6 separate regions of the Mus musculus genome follow, and regions 1, 2, 4, 5 and 6 are each linked to region 3. The links are chromatin contacts, called in public HiChIP or PLAC-seq and promoter capture Hi-C maps. All regions are on one chromosome and are shown on one strand. The core of a region is the stretch at or near the end of the contact, and the rest is flanking DNA. Distances in the headings are between cores, read along the strand shown.

Evidence for each region. Promoter capture Hi-C pulls out the DNA fragments that hold promoters and counts their contacts. HiChIP or PLAC-seq counts read pairs in DNA pulled down with a chosen protein or histone mark.
Region 1: a contact with region 3 is called in an H3K27ac HiChIP or PLAC-seq map of embryonic stem cells, with 10 times the contacts expected there. The contact joins the promoter of 4933439K11Rik here to the promoter of Aim2 in region 3. A contact is called at or near these places in 7 of 39 promoter capture datasets (the HPC-7 cell line, cranial neural crest, embryonic stem cells and 3 more), 3 of 484 Hi-C or Micro-C datasets (the HPC-7 cell line, bone marrow-derived macrophages and peritoneal macrophages), 5 of 115 datasets of contacts at active chromatin or transcription factors (embryonic stem cells, microglia and neural tube) and 2 of 9 other capture datasets (embryonic stem cells and liver).
Region 2: an H3K4me3 HiChIP or PLAC-seq map of bone marrow-derived macrophages shows a contact between it and region 3, with 4 times the contacts expected there. The contact joins the enhancer-like site here to the promoter of Aim2 in region 3. A contact is called at or near these places in 5 of 39 promoter capture datasets (the 3T3-L1 cell line, 3T3-L1-derived adipocytes, the C10 cell line and 2 more), 1 of 484 Hi-C or Micro-C datasets (bone marrow-derived macrophages), 1 of 115 datasets of contacts at active chromatin or transcription factors (bone marrow-derived macrophages) and 1 of 9 other capture datasets (liver).
Region 4: a promoter capture Hi-C map of the HPC-7 cell line shows a contact between it and region 3, with 8 times the contacts expected there. The contact joins the promoter of Spta1 here to the promoter of Aim2 in region 3. A contact is called at or near these places in 5 of 39 promoter capture datasets (the 3T3-L1 cell line, the C10 cell line, the HPC-7 cell line and 1 more).
Region 5: an H3K4me3 HiChIP or PLAC-seq map of the 230-238 cell line shows a contact between it and region 3, with 7 times the contacts expected there. The contact joins the promoter of Slamf9 here to the promoter of Aim2 in region 3. A contact is called at or near these places in 3 of 39 promoter capture datasets (the C10 cell line, embryonic stem cells and liver), 2 of 484 Hi-C or Micro-C datasets (the G1E-ER4 cell line and embryonic stem cells), 11 of 115 datasets of contacts at active chromatin or transcription factors (the 230-238 cell line, bone marrow-derived macrophages, embryonic forebrain and 6 more) and 1 of 9 other capture datasets (macrophages).
Region 6: a contact with region 3 is called in an H3K27ac HiChIP or PLAC-seq map of the HPC-7 cell line, with 7 times the contacts expected there. The contact joins the enhancer-like site here to the promoter of Aim2 in region 3. A contact is called at or near these places in 3 of 39 promoter capture datasets (the 3T3-L1 cell line, 3T3-L1-derived adipocytes and the C10 cell line) and 2 of 115 datasets of contacts at active chromatin or transcription factors (the 230-238 cell line and the HPC-7 cell line).

What each region holds. Positions count from the first base shown.
Region 1 is chr1:172,549,524-172,552,223 of GRCm38.p6, forward strand. It overlaps 4933439K11Rik (RIKEN cDNA 4933439K11 gene), which reads right to left and starts at 1,283. Exons shown (of 3, transcript NR_040558.1): 1 at 994-1,283.
Region 2 is chr1:174,353,547-174,356,246 of GRCm38.p6, forward strand. No RefSeq gene overlaps it. Among named protein-coding and RNA genes, the nearest start is that of Olfr417, 14 kb to the right of the region's middle. Within about 2 kb of position 1,280, at least 10 of the 459 cell types and tissues checked have an H3K27ac peak or open chromatin away from gene starts, as enhancers often do. A contact at or near this core is called in the HPC-7 cell line and bone marrow-derived macrophages, where this site is marked.
Region 3 is chr1:173,419,284-173,421,983 of GRCm38.p6, forward strand. It overlaps Aim2 (absent in melanoma 2), which reads left to right and starts at 1,321. Exons shown (of 9, transcript NM_001013779.2): 1 at 1,321-1,403.
Region 4 is chr1:174,171,471-174,174,170 of GRCm38.p6, forward strand. It overlaps Spta1 (spectrin alpha, erythrocytic 1), which reads left to right and starts at 1,306. Exons shown (of 52, transcript NM_011465.4): 1 at 1,306-1,491. The coding sequence starts at 1,471. Gm36196 (a long non-coding RNA gene) reads right to left here and starts at 1,311. Exons shown (of 3, transcript XR_373720.3): 1 at 1,083-1,311.
Region 5 is chr1:172,474,099-172,476,798 of GRCm38.p6, forward strand. It overlaps Slamf9 (SLAM family member 9), which reads left to right and starts at 1,262. Exons shown (of 4, transcript NM_029612.4): 1 at 1,262-1,441; 2 at 2,035-2,376. The coding sequence starts at 1,399. It also overlaps the pseudogene Gm7804.
Region 6 is chr1:173,976,176-173,978,875 of GRCm38.p6, forward strand. Ifi202b (interferon activated gene 202B) reads right to left here. Exons shown (of 7, transcript NM_008327.2): 2 at 1,090-1,262. The coding sequence starts at 1,209. Among named protein-coding and RNA genes, the nearest start is that of Ifi202b, 5.3 kb to the right of the region's middle. Within about 2 kb of position 1,441, at least 25 of the 459 cell types and tissues checked have an H3K27ac peak or open chromatin away from gene starts, as enhancers often do. A contact at or near this core is called in the HPC-7 cell line, where this site is marked.

The DNA.
Region 1 (2,700 bases), core at 33-2,532, 870 kb before region 3:
GGATGGGTGGGGGTGGGGCAGTCTCTGAACCTTTGCAACTGCTCCAGCTGGGTGCTGCCAGCTCTGGTGGCCTAGCCACATAGTCCCTGACTCAGTGGGATGCCAGGATGTCCTTTGGTGCTCCTGAAAGCTTCAGTACCCCTGCGTGTGACTTGGGTCACAGCTGGGCATTAATTGGTCTCAGTAAAAGCACTTTGAATAGGCTCGGATGAAAGGGGCTCTCAGAGTTCAAAGCTCTGCAGGGTTTTGGGGGTGAGGAAAGGTGGCAGCTGTTTAGGTGATGGAAGAAAGAAGACGCTGAAGTCTCAGACAAGAAGTCTGGGTACACAGGCTTGGAGGCTTAGGGACAGAGAGTTCCTCACTTTCTGTTCTTTCGACCACACCCCTCCTGCTACATTCTTGTGAAGCCTGGAAGCTCCCGTGGTCAAGGCAACTATTTAGTCAAGACCTCAGGTCCCTTCCTATCGAAAAGTGACCCACATCTCTCTCCGTGCACTGAGATGCATCCCAGGAAATCACAATTTATCTATCCTTAAAGAGTGCAACCCCTTTCCTCTGCTTTAACGCTCACAGCTCTTGCCCTTGTCCTCACGGCTCTTGAGGCTCAAACTCCTGCATTCGTGCCAATATCCTTCTTCAAAAGGGTGGCCACTGTCTCAGTGGCTTTGATGACTTTGGTGCTGGGACAGTGCTGCAGCTGAAGCTGTGACTTTCTCAGCCTCCCAGGAAGAGGAGGAGGTGAAGAAGGGAGGTCGGCTAGGGAGGGAGGGCCTGGGAGAAACTCCTCAGAGTCCGTGAATTTTTCCCCCTACACGGCTACCGGAGAATGTCTGTGTCTGGGCTAATGGGAATGAGCACTACCAAATCACGAGAACGTATGGCTGGAGGAGACCTTGGAGAACTGCCGGCGTTCCAGTCTTCTTTGTAAGCCTTAGGCAAATGGTTGCAGAACCTGGCTTGCTTTCCCTGAGAGACAAGGCGCCCACTACCTACCTGCTCAGAAAGCCCAGTCCACCAGTGTCTTCGTGTGTGTGACATGCACAGCCCTAGTCTTGGGGCCGCGCTAAACAGGTGCACAATCTATAAGACGGAAGGAAGCTCTCTGTATCCATCCACTCTGCATGGTGAGCCTTACGTGGGACAGTGCCGGTGTTCTGGAAACTGGGCTTTGCAGAGGCTTCCGGGGGAAGTATCGGAAGGAGGAACCTGGAGGAGGAGGGGAGGCGTCCTCTTTACTCTTGGGCAGGGCTTATGGCTCCCCTGAGAGTTAACACTTCCCTCTCCAGCCAGGCCTGGCTGAGCTGAGACAAGCCCCACCTTCTCTCATCCAGTCCTTTATTCAGGTATCCAGGCAACAGGAAACAAACAGGGAGGGCAGAGGGAGGGCCTGTCTGTTCAGGCTTAGTGGGAAAGGCTCTGAACCCCACACCTAAGCTTTCTTCCAAAGCCTCTCTGGGCAGTTGTTTAGAGCAGGCCAGGCCTGGGACCACCCTGGGGGTTGAGGGGACCACAGCTTCTCTTTGAAGATACGTGATGGGAAAGTCCAAATATTGAAGCAAAAGCAAATTTTATTCCTACAAGTCCAAAAGCCAAGGTCCCACTGGACAGATAGAGATTAATACATCACAAAATCTGTCTCCACACATGGGGGCGCATGGTTCAGGCCAATCAATCTGAGTTGCAGAATCAGTCCCGAGGACCTGGCTATGATCCCAGTGAAGTTCTCGTAGGTTTCGAGTCGAAGGTTCCAAGAGGTTTAGTGCTCAAGGATTTTATCTACTCTGTTCAAAAATAATCACCAGCTGTCACTCCTGGTTTCATTTTTTCTGAATTGTGTCTGGCAGGACCCTGGCTTACTTCCCAAGCACCGAGACACAGCTCTGGCCACCTCAGGGGTTCTCTCTCTCTCTCTCTCTCTCTCTCTCTCTCTCTCTCTCTCTCTCTCTCTCTCGGCTCATCATGATCAGTAACCTTTTCAGTCTCTCTTTAAACATCATCTCCACCAAGCAGGACCTTGTGATTATTATCAGCACACCTCATCACATCGTGGGCTAAGTGTCCCTTCCCTTGGCTCTGTCTCCCATCCACGGGGATGCTATAGGAGAGGAGCCGAGACTCTTCGCTCTTTCCCCACATTCCAGCATGAAGTCCAGATGAAGGTCCGTGAGATGGAGATGCAGCTGAGCTTCGTGCTGTGAAGATACCTTTAGCGTGAAGGCTTCTCGGTTCTCCCTCAGCTCTGTCATTAGGATTCCACACACTCTTTACAAGGGATTCCCTCTCACCTCTGCTTGCCCTCCTGGCACTTCAGTCAATGACATTCAGTCAACCTTCTCACGTCCCTGGAGACCAGGTCGATCTTTTAGAAGTCAAGACTGTGTGAGCCAGGTCAGTTCTGGGATACTGTGTGATGGGACAGATCTCGGTACATCCAGGCTCCCTCTTGCAGTCCCCCTCTTTCTGAGGTGAGCCAGTGGAAATGCAGAGGCTCGGGAGGCTGGATGACGGGCCCAGAGAATATGTGGGTCACCTGTGTTTGAAGTTATTGCTTACGGCTCTGATTTGAGTTTCAATCTACAGCTGCGCTGCACATCTTCAAACTTAAGCACTAACAGATCTGCTCTTCTCCAACGTGACTCTGATCCTTCCTGTCAGAACTTAAGAGTGATCCTTCATCCACCAACACCATCTCTGAACCCC
Region 2 (2,700 bases), core at 30-2,529, 930 kb after region 3:
TGTGGAGGGGTAACCTGGAGGGGGGAATATCATTTGAAATGTAAGTGAATAAAATGAATAATAAAAAAAGAATAAAACAAAGATGTCTGTGGTAGTAAACTTTTTGTTCCTGTTTTGAAAATGTCTAGGTACTCTTAACTGAAAAATATACAACTTTTATTTTTCTCATGGTTTGTGAGGTTTTAGTCAGTTTGCCCTCTGGCCTTGGGCCTGTGATTAGGCAGAACATCACAGCAAGTGTGCAGACCAGATCTACTTGCCTCATGGTAGCTAGGAAGCAGAGAGAGAGGAAGTGCATGGAGAGCATTAGCTGAGAGCTGCTTAGCTCAGCGTTACTGCAATAGATGGTTTAAGTAGCTCTCCTGTGTAGTGATCTACTCTAGTCCTTCCTAGTGTTGGTGTGAGACCTTCCTCCAAAGCTGGCTCTCCTGCCTTCACAGCTCAGAGATAGAAGGCCAACCAACACCCTGCAGACTGATACTTCTGTCAGTGTAGGGAGTTGCACATCTGTTGGCAGAGATGGAAAGACAAGAATGAATTCTTTGACCTGAGAAGATAATCTTTTTTAAAAAATGTAAGCTTCAGATATGTCTAGTTTCATTAGCATAAGATTTGAGTTCTTTCAATGCCTAATGAAAATACAAGTTCCCCCCACCGCACACTCACAAAGAACTTATTCAATCATACAGAGTAGAAAATTGTAAATGCATCGCAATGATTTTAGCTTTCGTGATGAGATTCAAGCACCCAGATGTATTAGAACACCTGCATGTGTGAGCATAAGCCCGCAACTCTACAAACAATAATATCACATGTTGAAATTGCAACTGCCATGCACTCCAGCTGCAATAATGGAAAATAAACACTGATCAAGGATGCTAGAGGAATGAATTATACTTGAAGATTCCCTGCTAAAGTGGTATTAGAAAATTATTCTCCAATAAAGACAAGATCAAATAATACAAAGTAAAAACTTGTAGAAGAAGGAAAATACTATGGAAGACTGTCTATGAGCAACAACTTAGTCTTCCCTGGATTTCATGCTTGTGTTACCAGGTTTCGCTCCTTTTAGTGTGTCGAGGTTCATTTACTTGTTTCAAATAAGTCATCATCGAAACACCTAATATTGTAATCATAATTTTCTATTTATTCACTTTTTAGGAAGAGATCCCAAAATTACATAAATTCCAGAGTCCTAAGGCTGGGTCTACCTCGATGTATTGCCTACACAGAGTGATATTTTTAAACCAAAACAACTCAGGATTTTAAAATGAGGAAGTAACAAAATAGGAACATTCTATAACGAAGTGGAAGTGTGATGAGTGATTAAAAACCACACCAGTACCCCCCAGAACTGTGTCTCTAGTTGCATATGTAACAAAGGATGGCCTAGTCGGTCATCAATGGGAGAAGAGACCCTTGGTCTTACGAAGATCATATGTCCCAGTACAGGAGAATACCAGGACCAGGAAGCAGGAGAGGGTGGGTTGGGGAGCAGGGGTGGGGGTAATAGGGGACTTTGGGGATAGTATTTGAAATGTAAATGAAGAAAATATCCAATAAAAAATGAAATGAAACACACACACACACACACACACACACAGTCTACCATGAGTGAGGTGCAAGTGTGCTGACCCTTGTAGCTGCTGCTGATCTTGTTCTTTGAAACCTAAAGATGGAAGGATTCAGTTCCAAGAAAGGGAACTAGTGCCCCTCCTTCAATACCCATGGCAGCTTCTTTTCTGTAAAATCAGGGATATATGAGAAAATGCAAAAACTGCTTTTGCATTTATTTGCCAAAGTCAAGAGAAAAAATTATAAAATTCAAAATGATGTCCAGAAGCAGGGCAGTTTGTAGCATGGAAGGCTGCCCTGGTGCCTTGGGTGTTTGGCTGCTTACTTTTCCACAAATATCTTCCTTAAACTTGTTACTGAGACAAGCAGTCACAGGTACACACGCATGCATGCACACACACACACTCCCTAAGGCTTTCTACAGATCTTCTTTCCTCCTTTTTTATTGCTATTGCTTGTAGAGTGTGTGTGTGTGTGTGTGTGTGTGTGTGTGTGTGTGTGTGTGTGTGTGTGTGTGTGTGTGTATGCTACAGAGAGACCAGAGGTCAATATTCAGGTTTATTTTTCTACAATAATGATCTTATTTTTGGAGACATGAACCTCACTGATTTATCTAGCAATTTAGCTAGACAGCCTCAATGGTCTTCGGTGCCCACCTGTCATCCCTGGGGTTATTGTAGGGTGCCATTGTGCCCAGCTTTTATGTGGATGCTGAAGATCACACAGCCTGTATGCTTGGAAGGGAAACACTTCACTAACCGATCTGTTTCTCCAGCCCTAGTCATTGCTTTTGTTTCTGTTTGAGACAATCTTACCTTGTAGTCCAGGATGGCCTCAAAAATGCAGCCATCCTCCTACATCTGCATCTTGAGTATAGAGATTACATCATGAGCCACCACTGAGAGCTCTCTCTCATTTTTTTCAACTCCGAATCAGAGCTAGCTTTGGTCACAGTACAGTGTAACCACAGTTCTGAAAGAGTAGGATTCACAATTCACTTATTAAAATGCAAATACTCTGGGCTAGGCCAAGACCTCATGTCTTATCTGCTGACAGACTAAAGGGAAACCTTTAAGAGTAAGCTGTTTCCACATTTCGGTTCTGTAAGGAAGCATAAAACAACCC
Region 3 (2,700 bases), core at 71-2,570:
GCTTGGGCAGAGCCTTAATATATAATTATTTTGCCCCAGCATCAGGGTTTAGGACTCAGCTATAGGGCCAGGACTAGCCAAGCTTCAAAGTGAAAGAAGATAGTTGAGAGTACTTTCTGCTTTCTGTCTCCCAAGACCTGATTTTCATGATTTTCATGTCCTACTACTCATAGTGAAAATCTTTGTGAGGCGGATGGTTTGAACTCTCAGGACATACACCAGTCCCTGAGTTGAGAACTAAGGCTGCTTTGGAGAGAAGAAAATCCCCTGAGGTAAGTAAGATATGTCAGAAGTTTTCTAGAGAAAGCTTTAGGACCATTTTGCTAATCAGTAAATTAAGAGGAAAGAGAGTCCTGGGTTTCTGAGGTTAGAAAGAGGGATTAGTATTGACTGTATTCTAGAAAAGAATAAGGCTGCAGGAAGCCTGGTTCTAAACCTTCAGTTGACTGAGGAACAGAAGTTATCTTTTATTGCACCACAACTGAGACCTTTACAAAAGAAAGTGCATTTGGCCGTGGCAGGAATTAGAATATATTGTTCAGAGGGTTGACCCAGACTGAGCCTAAAAGGAACTCTGATTTTCTGGGTGTGTTGGTCTGTAGGTGTTTTATTGACATGAATTTATATTTAGAAGAGGGCTTTTGATTTCTAGCTGAAGGGGGAAGAAACATAGGGGCCAGGGAGCTATTTCTCGATAAAAGGTGAGAATAATGGCATGACAGAAAGCCTGTGATGTAACGTTAGCTTGAAAGCATCAGAGCTCAAAATTCTAAGTAACCTTAATCTAAGAAGAAAATATCTAATAAAAAAAATGTGGGGAAAAAAAAACCCAGCATGGTAGTAACACAAAAGAACAATTAAAAAAAAATCAGACACGGAATCAAATAGAAAAAAAAAAAAAAAAAAAAGAAAGAAATGCCAAGCAGATAATGTTACTCCATAATCCCAAATGTTCAAGTGACATGGCATCTTTTAAAAATTATATGTGCTTTTAATCTCTATTTCCTTTACTTTATTAGGTAATAGCAAGTTTATTTCAGTCTAGTTCCAATTGGATCCTGCTTTCCCATTTCCATAGTTAAATCCCTGGAATTTGGGGGAAGGATCATTCCTATGGTATCTGTTGAGGTTTGAATATATGCCGGCTGGTGGCTCCGGAAGGTCTTGGGACTTTCACAAGGAGGAACTTACTGGAGAAACCTTATTGGAGGAAGTGGGTCACTGAGGGCGGCCTGTGAGAGGTGATAGGCGGTCTCACTTGTAACTCTGTTTCTTTGTCTGAGCAAGAATCACAACCTGCCTGCTTCCTGTCCTGCCTGCTTCCTGTCCTGTCTGCCGCCATGCTTCCTTAACTAGCTGCTAGGTTTTTTCCTTGTCGTGATGAAATCCACCCTCATGGACCTGTAAGTAAAATTAAAACCTACTTCTCCCCTATGTTGCTAATGTTCATGACATTTTATCAAAACAGAAAAGAAACTAATACAGCAAAATGCTGGGTCCTGTTTACATATCCAATTCTGTCTTTTGCGGGGAACTGAAAAGAGATATTAAGGAAAAGTGATTGCTAAGAGATATTTAAGGAAAAGTGATTGCTACTTCCTGTTATTTTTGTTGTTAGAGGTGGAATTATATCTGTGTGGCTATATTCTTTTAGTTTTTTTGAAAGATTACTTTCTTGCTTTTTTCTAGGGTGTAGTTTCCCTCTTGTGTTGGTGTTTTCCATCTATTATACTTTGTAGGGCCGGATTTATGAGAAAATATTGTGTAAATTTGGTTATGTCATGGAATATTTTGGTTTCTTCATCTATGGTAATTGAGATTTTTGCTGGGTATAGTAGCCTGGGCTGCCATGTGTATTCTCTTAGGGTCTATATGAAATCTACCCAGGATCTTCTGGCTTTCATAGTCTCTGTGGAGAAGTCTGGTGTAATTCTGATAGGTCTGACTTTATGTTACTTGACCTTTTTCCCTTACCACTTTTAATATTCTTTTTTTGTTTGGTGCATTTGGTGTTTTGATTATTATGACAGGAGGAATTTCTTTTCCGGTCCAGTTTGGAGTTCTGTAGACTTCTTGTATGTTCATGAGCATCTTTTTGTTTAGGTTAGGGGAGTTTTCTTCTATATTTTTGTTGAAAATCTTTACTGGCCCTTTAAGTTGGGAATCTTCGCTCTCTTCTATACCTATTATCCTTAGGTTTGATCTTCTCATTGTGTCCTGGATTTTCTGGATGTTTTGGGTTAAGAGCTTTTTGCATTTTCTTTGACTGTTTTGTCAATATTTTCTATGGTATCTTCTGCATCTGAGATTCTGTCTTCTATCTCTTGTATTCTGTTGGTGATGCTTGCATCTATGACTCTTGATCTCTTTTGTAGGTTTTCTAACTCCAGGGTTGTCTCCCTTTGTGATTTCTTTATTGTCTCTATTTCCATTTTTAGATCTTGGATGATTTTGTTCATTTCCTTTACCTGTTTGATTGTTTTTTCCTGTAATTCTTTAAGAGATTTTTGTGTTGCCTCTTTAAGTGCTTATAGCTGTTTACTGTGTTCTCCTGTATTAAATATTCATTAATGATATTTTTAGGGTATGAAAGGATATCAATATAAAAGTTGAACACATTTTTACAGACTATTTGATTCTCAAAATGCTCAATATTATTAATATGTTTGATGTATAAAATACATTTAAATATTAAAAATT
Region 4 (2,700 bases), core at 56-2,555, 750 kb after region 3:
TTTAAATATGAAGTAGCTCCAGCAAAACAAAGGCAAAATCGTTAGAGACTAGATTGATGATAGATTCTATTCTTTGGGAAATACTAATTTTGCATTAAAGTTATTGTATCTGTCTTTATTGACTCCAAAATATGCTTACAGTATGGAAACTGTACATTTTTGTTTCTGAAGCTCTTGGATTCCCTGAGCCCAAGAGCAGGACATCAAATGCCTCACTTTGTCCTGAGCTGTGAGCCAGGCTGAAGCAGCTGCTCAGGGCTGATTTGCCTTATGCGTACAGCTCTGCCCAGAGCTGATAAACAAGGCCCAGAGGGACAGCCCTCCAAATCACCCCACCCACGCACAGAAGACTCCTCCTGTAAAAACCATTCATTTCATGATTTCCCTCCTCCTTTTAACCAGTCTTCTCTTAGGCCATCAAAATTTATGGTTCTGGGCTCTACTTTCTGATGCCATCTCATAATAATTACAAAACCCTTAATTCCTTATAATCACACACACACACACACACACCACAGTGGCTTAATTGGCAGGACTGGATGTTGTGGAACAAAATTGTGTCTTCATCATACAAAAGACTTAAGTGTAATGTAAAACTGTTAGGAGGAAACCTGGGGTAAAGCTTCATGACATAGGTCTTGCCATTGATTTCTGAGACACAGGCACAAAGGCAGGAGCAACAGAAGCAAATGGGATGACCAGTGGATGGGTTGGCAAAGAGATATGGGATGTGGAACAGTCAGAAGGTGGACCTGGAGGGGGATAAAATCTGGAGTGAAAAAAAAAAAAGGTTAAATAATTTTAAGAAAGAAAGAAAGAAAGAAAGAAAGAAAGAAAGAAAGAAAGAAAGAAAGAAAGAAAGAAAGAAAGAAAGAAAGAAAGAAAGAAAGAAAGAAAGAAAGAAAGAAAGAAAGAAAGAAAGAAAGAAAGAAAGAAAGAAAGAAAGGAAGGAAGGAAGGAAGGAAGGAAGGAAGGAAGGGTGAAAGAGAGAAACATGTCTCCTCTGATTCCCTCAGTTCTCCAGTGTGAAATCAGAAGAAAGGGAAACCTGGAATTTCTTCCTGATTTTTAAATTCTCTTACCTTATAAGCTCTGTGACTGAGTAAAACACAGCCCAATACAGGCACTTGCCTTTCAAATGTCACTGGTTTTCCTCCAAACTTTTGCATCTGAAAACTTTGTTTCCTTTCCTTTGTAAAATACCTACTGAGGTCCAGAGAGCCACAGCCCCCCAAACTGCTGAGTCACCTTGTGTGTGGAAGTCAGCAGCTGCCTCAACTGAATATGTCCCCTGGAGATAATGCAGATTGTCTACGCTTGGCGGGACTCTAAAACTCTTTTTTTCCTCTGGGCCTTTGCCACATTCACATTTCTGACATTCCTATTTGAAGTGGACTGGACATTCAAAGAACTATTTTTCTCTCTTAGCTACATTTCATCTTGCAAAGCCTTAGACTGAGCTGAGCAGAGATGGAAACTCCAAAGGAAACTGTGAGTACAGACGAATTCTCATTCCTGATGAAGTTAGGAAAGCTTGTCTCCTCTGAGCCTTCCATTCCATCCTCACAGGGTCGTTAAAAATTACACTTATTTGATTTTAACGTAGCAAAGAGTTTTGATTTTAATTCTTTTATGAAGGTTTCACTTCTAAAAATAATGTAGAACTTTACAACTATATAATAATAATAATTAATAATAATAATTTTAATAATTACTTGCTCAAGTCAGATATTCAGAAAACTACTAGGTAATTTGAAACCAAATAATCCCACTAAAAATTGTGCTCTTGTGGAATGACTTAATTTTAGAGTCATCTCAGGAATTACTGTCTATAAAAAAACTATATTTAGAAAATAAAGTAACATCAAAATATAAACGGTATTGCATATTTTGGATAGAAGATGTAAGGAGAGCAATGCACTATAGAAATGTCTCTATGGAATTTTTTTCTAAATATTGTTACACAAAAACTGGATTTCTTTAAATTAAAGCATGATTTTGTGTTGATTAATAATAAATATTTTATATTCCAAAATCCAATTATTAAAACATTAATGATTTATACTTTGTGACAAGTGAGAAGACAGGTTACATTTAGATTTTCTTTTAAGCAGCTTTTTTTTTTTTAGTAAATCAAATTAGAAGAGTACATAATACATGATCTAGACTTTTAAAAAGGAAAAGTACTCAGGTTTATGTGTGTGATTCACTAAAGCAATTACAAACCATCTGACTGTTCCTTAAACTTACAGGATAACCAGCACTTATCAATGTTGTTTAGCCTTTGAAGGGTATAAATTACCATTTCCCCCCCCCCCCGTTTTTTTTTTTTTTTTTTTGTGAATGTTGTGGCACCAAGTTTTTTTTTCAATTTTTTATTAGATATTTTCTTCATTTACATTTCAAATGCTATCCCAAAAGTCCCCTATACACTCCTCCCGCCCTGCTCCCCTACCCACTCATTCCCAATTCTTGGCCCTGGCGTTCCCCTGTACTGGGATATATATATATATATATATATAATGTATGTATGTATATCTGACATTCTGTGGCATTGCTTCAGCAGTCCAAATTTCTTCTCTCTATAGAATCTAAAAATAGCTATTTATAGTTTAAAATTATACAGTTATACAGCACCCAATAACCGTATGAATTAATAGGCTTAATAATTTGTGAACATAGATTCAATATGGATGAAAG
Region 5 (2,700 bases), core at 12-2,511, 950 kb before region 3:
AACCCTCTTAGGTGGCACCAATCTTGTCTTCCTTATGGAACAGTAAATCTTCAAAAGACAAAGTGAGAGGATTTACGTTAAAACAAAACAAACAAACAAAAACCCTAGGAGGAGCTGGGAGATGCTGCTGCTTTCAGCTCCAGCCATTACTGGCATTGGGAATCCTGCTGATGTCAACTTCATTGCCTCCAGGAACCCCTGGGGCCAGCTAGCTGTCCTGACTTTTGCTCCTGCAAAAGACTTTCATTACTCAAACTAAGAGGACTTCAGGAAGCGATGGCTTTTGCTAGTCACCAATCCCAGAGCTGATCCCCAGCCCATCACAAAGGTGTCTTATGTCAACCTGTCTGCCGTTGCTCTGTGTAACGCACATTCTCCTCAGTACTATTGACATTGACATTGCATGCAACAAGGGTACTCACCCAGTGAATCCTACTTGGTGGATGTTGGCTTGGGAAGTTCTGCACACATGTGACACCATCTCTGGGGAGCACCCATAGTTCTCATCAGGTCATGTCTAATCTCTACTCCTATAGGGAGCCTGAAGAGATGGAGAAGGAAAAACAAGTGTAGCCGAAAAGGCTGTGACTACAAAAATCTGTCAGTGTGGAAGGACTATACCTGCTCCTGAGTTCACTGCTCCTTGGCCAAGGTGGCAGACTGGAGGTTTGCAGGTGTCTTCTGTGCCCAACCAGAAGTTCCCAGTGAAGACTTGATGTTCAGACACTCCAGGGACTAGTCTGCACCGCTCATGCCACTGAATCAGATGGCAGTAGCACTGAGTGGTCAAAACTGTTTGCAGACACCAGGCAAAGCAGAAAGGTGGATGGAAGACAGCATCACAAATGGGAATACAAATAGCTTTAAATAGAAGACTTCCCACGCTCATCTTTTCTAATGCCATGAAGATGCGTTTAGCAGGGGCTAGGAACAGTGAAACATAACAGTGGAAATAAAAGATAGACTCTCTCAGGGGAGATAAAGATCACAGCAGCATAGAAAATACTGAGGGGGTGGGCGAGAGTGTTCAGAGGGCCGACAGCTGGGTAGTTCGAAGCACGTGCATATGTGATTTCTACGGGATCTGGGCATGCAGCTGGCTGGAGATAGAAAAGTCAAAGTCTGTATTAGGAAGTGAGATTTGGGTTTGGTTTGGGGGATGGGCAATCTGAGACAGTGGCTTACATCATCTGACTGTTAGACGGAGGAGAGGCACATTTCCATGAGGGCCAGGGAGGAGTTTAATGTGTACAGAGGAAGTTGGAGGGAGAATTATTTCCCTCTCTGCTTCCTGCCAGTATCAACCAGTCATTCTGCCTCTATGGACCCCTTACCAGCTTGTGTTTCCACAGCCTAGCCAGCTGACCAAGTCACTCTTCCCAGGCAAGAGCTGCCAATATGGGGGCCCTTCTGTGGTCACTCCTGCTGCTGCTTCAGGAAGGTGAGTGGCTCCCTGCTCCTGTATAAGACTGTCTTTATACCCTCTGTTCCACTTGGCCTTAGGCTGGCAAGACCCTTCCTTTGGGGATGAGTGTGTCAGCCCTTCTGTTGATGGGGCACCAAAGGATGATTGTGACTCGCTCTGCAATAAACATGGGTGTGCATGTATCACTGTTGTACATTGATGTGGATTGTGCTGAATGCATGCCTACATGTGATGTAGCTGAATCTCAGGCTAGGTTGGGGGAATTTCTACTCTGAACTCCAAGGAGTGGGTTATGGCCTCTGAGCAGGATGAGAGGGTATATCTGGGTGACATGCATGGGGTTGCAGTTCCAGAAGGACAAAAAAGAAGGGAAATGGTGAAGAGATCAATGGGGACCATCTCTTCCCCCTCCCTGACCCCACCCCCTCCCAGATCCTTGATCAACTCAGGTGCAGTGGAAATCTAGAACTACAAGAGGTAGCTAGAGAGTCCTACGATGGTGCATAGAGCTAGAGAAGGTGCTCAGAGGCAGATGAGTCATAGCTACTCTGTTACCTAACTGCAGCCACCAAGAGATATCAGCCAGGCTGTATGCATCTCTTTTTCAGCCAAAGGGTTTTCTGGAGATGATGAGGATCCTGAGGAAGTGGTTGGTGTCCTGCAAGAGTCTATCAACCTCTCTCTGGAAATACCATCCAATGAAGAAATTAAGCACATAGACTGGCTCTTTCAAAACAACATTGCCATCGTGAAGCCAGGCAAAAAGGGACAGCCAGCCGTTATCATGGCAGTGGATCCTCGATACCGGGGCAGAGTGAGCATCTCTGAGTCCAGCTACTCCCTGCATATTAGCAATCTGACCTGGGAAGACTCAGGGCTTTACAACGCCCAAGTCAACTTGAAGACATCTGAGTCCCACATCACGAAGTCTTACCATCTCCGTGTCTACCGTGAGTTTAAGACTCCCCTTATTCTGGCTTTCCTGAGCTTGGCATGGAAGCTCGGGAGCTGAGGTAAGCCTTAAGAGGCTGAAACTGGAAGGCAGACTGCTTGTAGTGTGGTCTGTTCCAGTGCCTGAGCTTCAGCCACAGGGAAAATGAACAGGAACAAGGAGGCAATGGACACTGAGGCTGTTTCCATGGAGGTGCCCAAAGCAGTAAGAAAGATAAAGATGGTGTATAGAGCATCAAAGGGCTCTTTTTCACCAAGGAGATTGCTCTAGATAAACAGCTCTCGAAGCCTTTATTCCCCTGAGTGGTTCGAGGATTAATAAA
Region 6 (2,700 bases), core at 191-2,690, 560 kb after region 3:
TAATATTATGATTTGCAGAAAATAAATTTGTGGACTCTGGTGAAGACTACAAAATGAACCTTAATGCACACATATCAAGCATATTCAATGAAAGAGGAACTGAGTTTGTTGTAATTAGACATTAAATCAATAATGAATTATTTAATAAAGAATCACAAATACTGATGTAGCCCCTAAACATTATATGAATTTTAATTGAGGGATTTGGATAGTTCCAGGTTCCCATCTGCATGGAATCTGTGCTGTTTTATGTGTGTTGCCACAGTCTCTTATTTTATATGTGAATTAGTCTTGTTTATCTGAAAGACAATGTTTCTTTGGAGTCATCCACCATCGCTGGCTCTTATAATCTTTCATCCTTGTCTCCCATACACATCCCTGATTCTTGAGGAGAATGATTTGATGAAGTCATCTTATTGAAGTCTGAATTATGGGTCTTTGTGTTCATTCCCACCTACTGCAACATCTGAAATACTATCTATTGCCTCAATACTCTTTTATAAATTTATAAGACATAAATCTTTAAAATATCCTAAATTTTATTTTAAAATTAAAGGTATGTTGGTATATAAACACTTTCTTATAACTGTGATATTCATTATCTCTAGTTGTTTTTTTATATTGATGATCAATCAAGGAACAATCTTCTAAATGCAAATCCTCTTAGAAATTTTCTTTACAAAGCTGACGTCATCCAAAGCAAAATAAATATTAGATCAAGTTACACTCTCATGGGCTTATACATGTTTCTAATTATATCACTGTCATTACTATGACTACAAATAAGTAGATGTGCCTAAGGCCCTCATGTTCTAACTTCCACTCTGATATGCTACATGCAGAGTTCTGATGTCATGGTATAATGCAACAAAAGGTACCGATGCAATCAGTGTTTCAAAATACACACCTGGTGAATGAAGAAATCATTAAAGAAATAAATTAGAGGGAGGCTAGAGACACTCTTTCAAGATTATGACCATTGTGATTACATTCTGAAGACTTCATAATGGAAACAGCAAATTATTATAGTTGATGAGGAATGGCTGGGAGACTTTAGTGAATTCCTGGCAAGCATCTGAGTTGACTTACAGGTCCAGGAGAGGCTTGAGGTTGATCCTCCCCATGGCCAGATGAATCACTGGAAGGGGTCTGATGTTGACCCTCAGAAAATTCTGAGTTGGTAGATGACCTTAAGTTACGGTTGGACATTGCCTGGGACAGATGTCTCTTTCTGTAGATACAGACTTTTTGATTGAGTTCTTCTGTTTAAAAAGACAAGAAAAGAAAAGAAAAGAAAAGAAAAGAAAAGAAAAGAAAAGAAAAGAAAAGAAAAGAAAAGAAAAGAAAAGAAAAAAAAAAGATTGCTCTCCTTTATACCTTGATAGTTAATTTTAAAGTCATGAGATTACTGGCAGTTTTTCCTTTAGTTTTTTTCACAGATCTTTGCTCTCTAATATTTCACTGAAATGATGGCATATTTTCAGATAACTTTACCATCTACATTCTGTATACCCTAACAAAGATCCCAAACCTCAGCTTGCATATATGTTTTAAATAATTTGCTCTCATTATTTCACTCTTTGATATCATCTTTATGCCCTACTGCCAGTACTTGCTAGGTTCCTCTTTTCTATACAAGATTGTCCCCACTTCTGCTTTCTAATCACATGTATTCACCCACCCCTACCATTTCTACCCTCTCTTATGACTTCTTCCATCCAATTCATGATCTCTTTTCCACCTTCATGGCTTACTCACACCTGCAAATCCATGTTCTCCACCCTACACATATAATACACTGCTCTGTAACTACATTAGTTCAGAGAGTAAGTGCTCTTCTGGGATGAAATGTGTGTTATAATTGTATTGGACATTTACTACAGATAGCTTTTTCAATTACAACTTTTAGTTGTGTTTGTCTTTGCATTTAACATTCTCTCTGATTAAGATATTATTTTTAATAGCTGAGTAGCATTCCATTGTGTAATACTATTGAGCTAGTGAGAACGAGGACATCCTGACTTTTGCGGGCAAATGGATGGAACTTAAAAATATCCTGAGTGAGGTAACTCAGATGGAAAAGGACATACATGGTATGTCACTAATAAGTGGATGTTAGCCAAAAAACACACCAAAACTAAAACAAAAAACATACAGAATACACAAGATACAGTCTACAAAATTCCAAAGGTTCAATAAGCTGAAGTGCCCATCTGAGGACACCTCAGTCCCACTTGGGACAGAGAAGAAAGCAATCATAAATAGGGAGGGAGGGAGGGACTTGGGAGGGAAAGTGGATGGGGGAGGGGCTGATCTGTTATTGGGTGAGGAAAAAGGACTGAAGCCCTGAGGGCCTGCAGAAAGAATGTAAATAGGCATCCTCAAGAACTAGGAGGTTGGAGGGGGGTGGAGGGAATCACTCAGAGTACACCAGAGACCAGGGAGGTGAGAGACTTTCAGGACTCACTGGGAGGGACCCTTGATGAAATGCCCAACAGTAGGGAGAGGAAACTTATAGAGCCCAGCTCCAGCAGAAAGACAGGACATCAAGTGAGGGATGGGATTGCTATCCTTCAGTCACTCCCCTGACCTATAATTGTTTCTCTCTGAAAGAATTACTGGGATGGAAATGGAGAGGAGCCTGAGGAAAAGAAGGTCCAGCAACAGGCCCAAAATGGGATCCAGGTCAAGGGTAGGTCC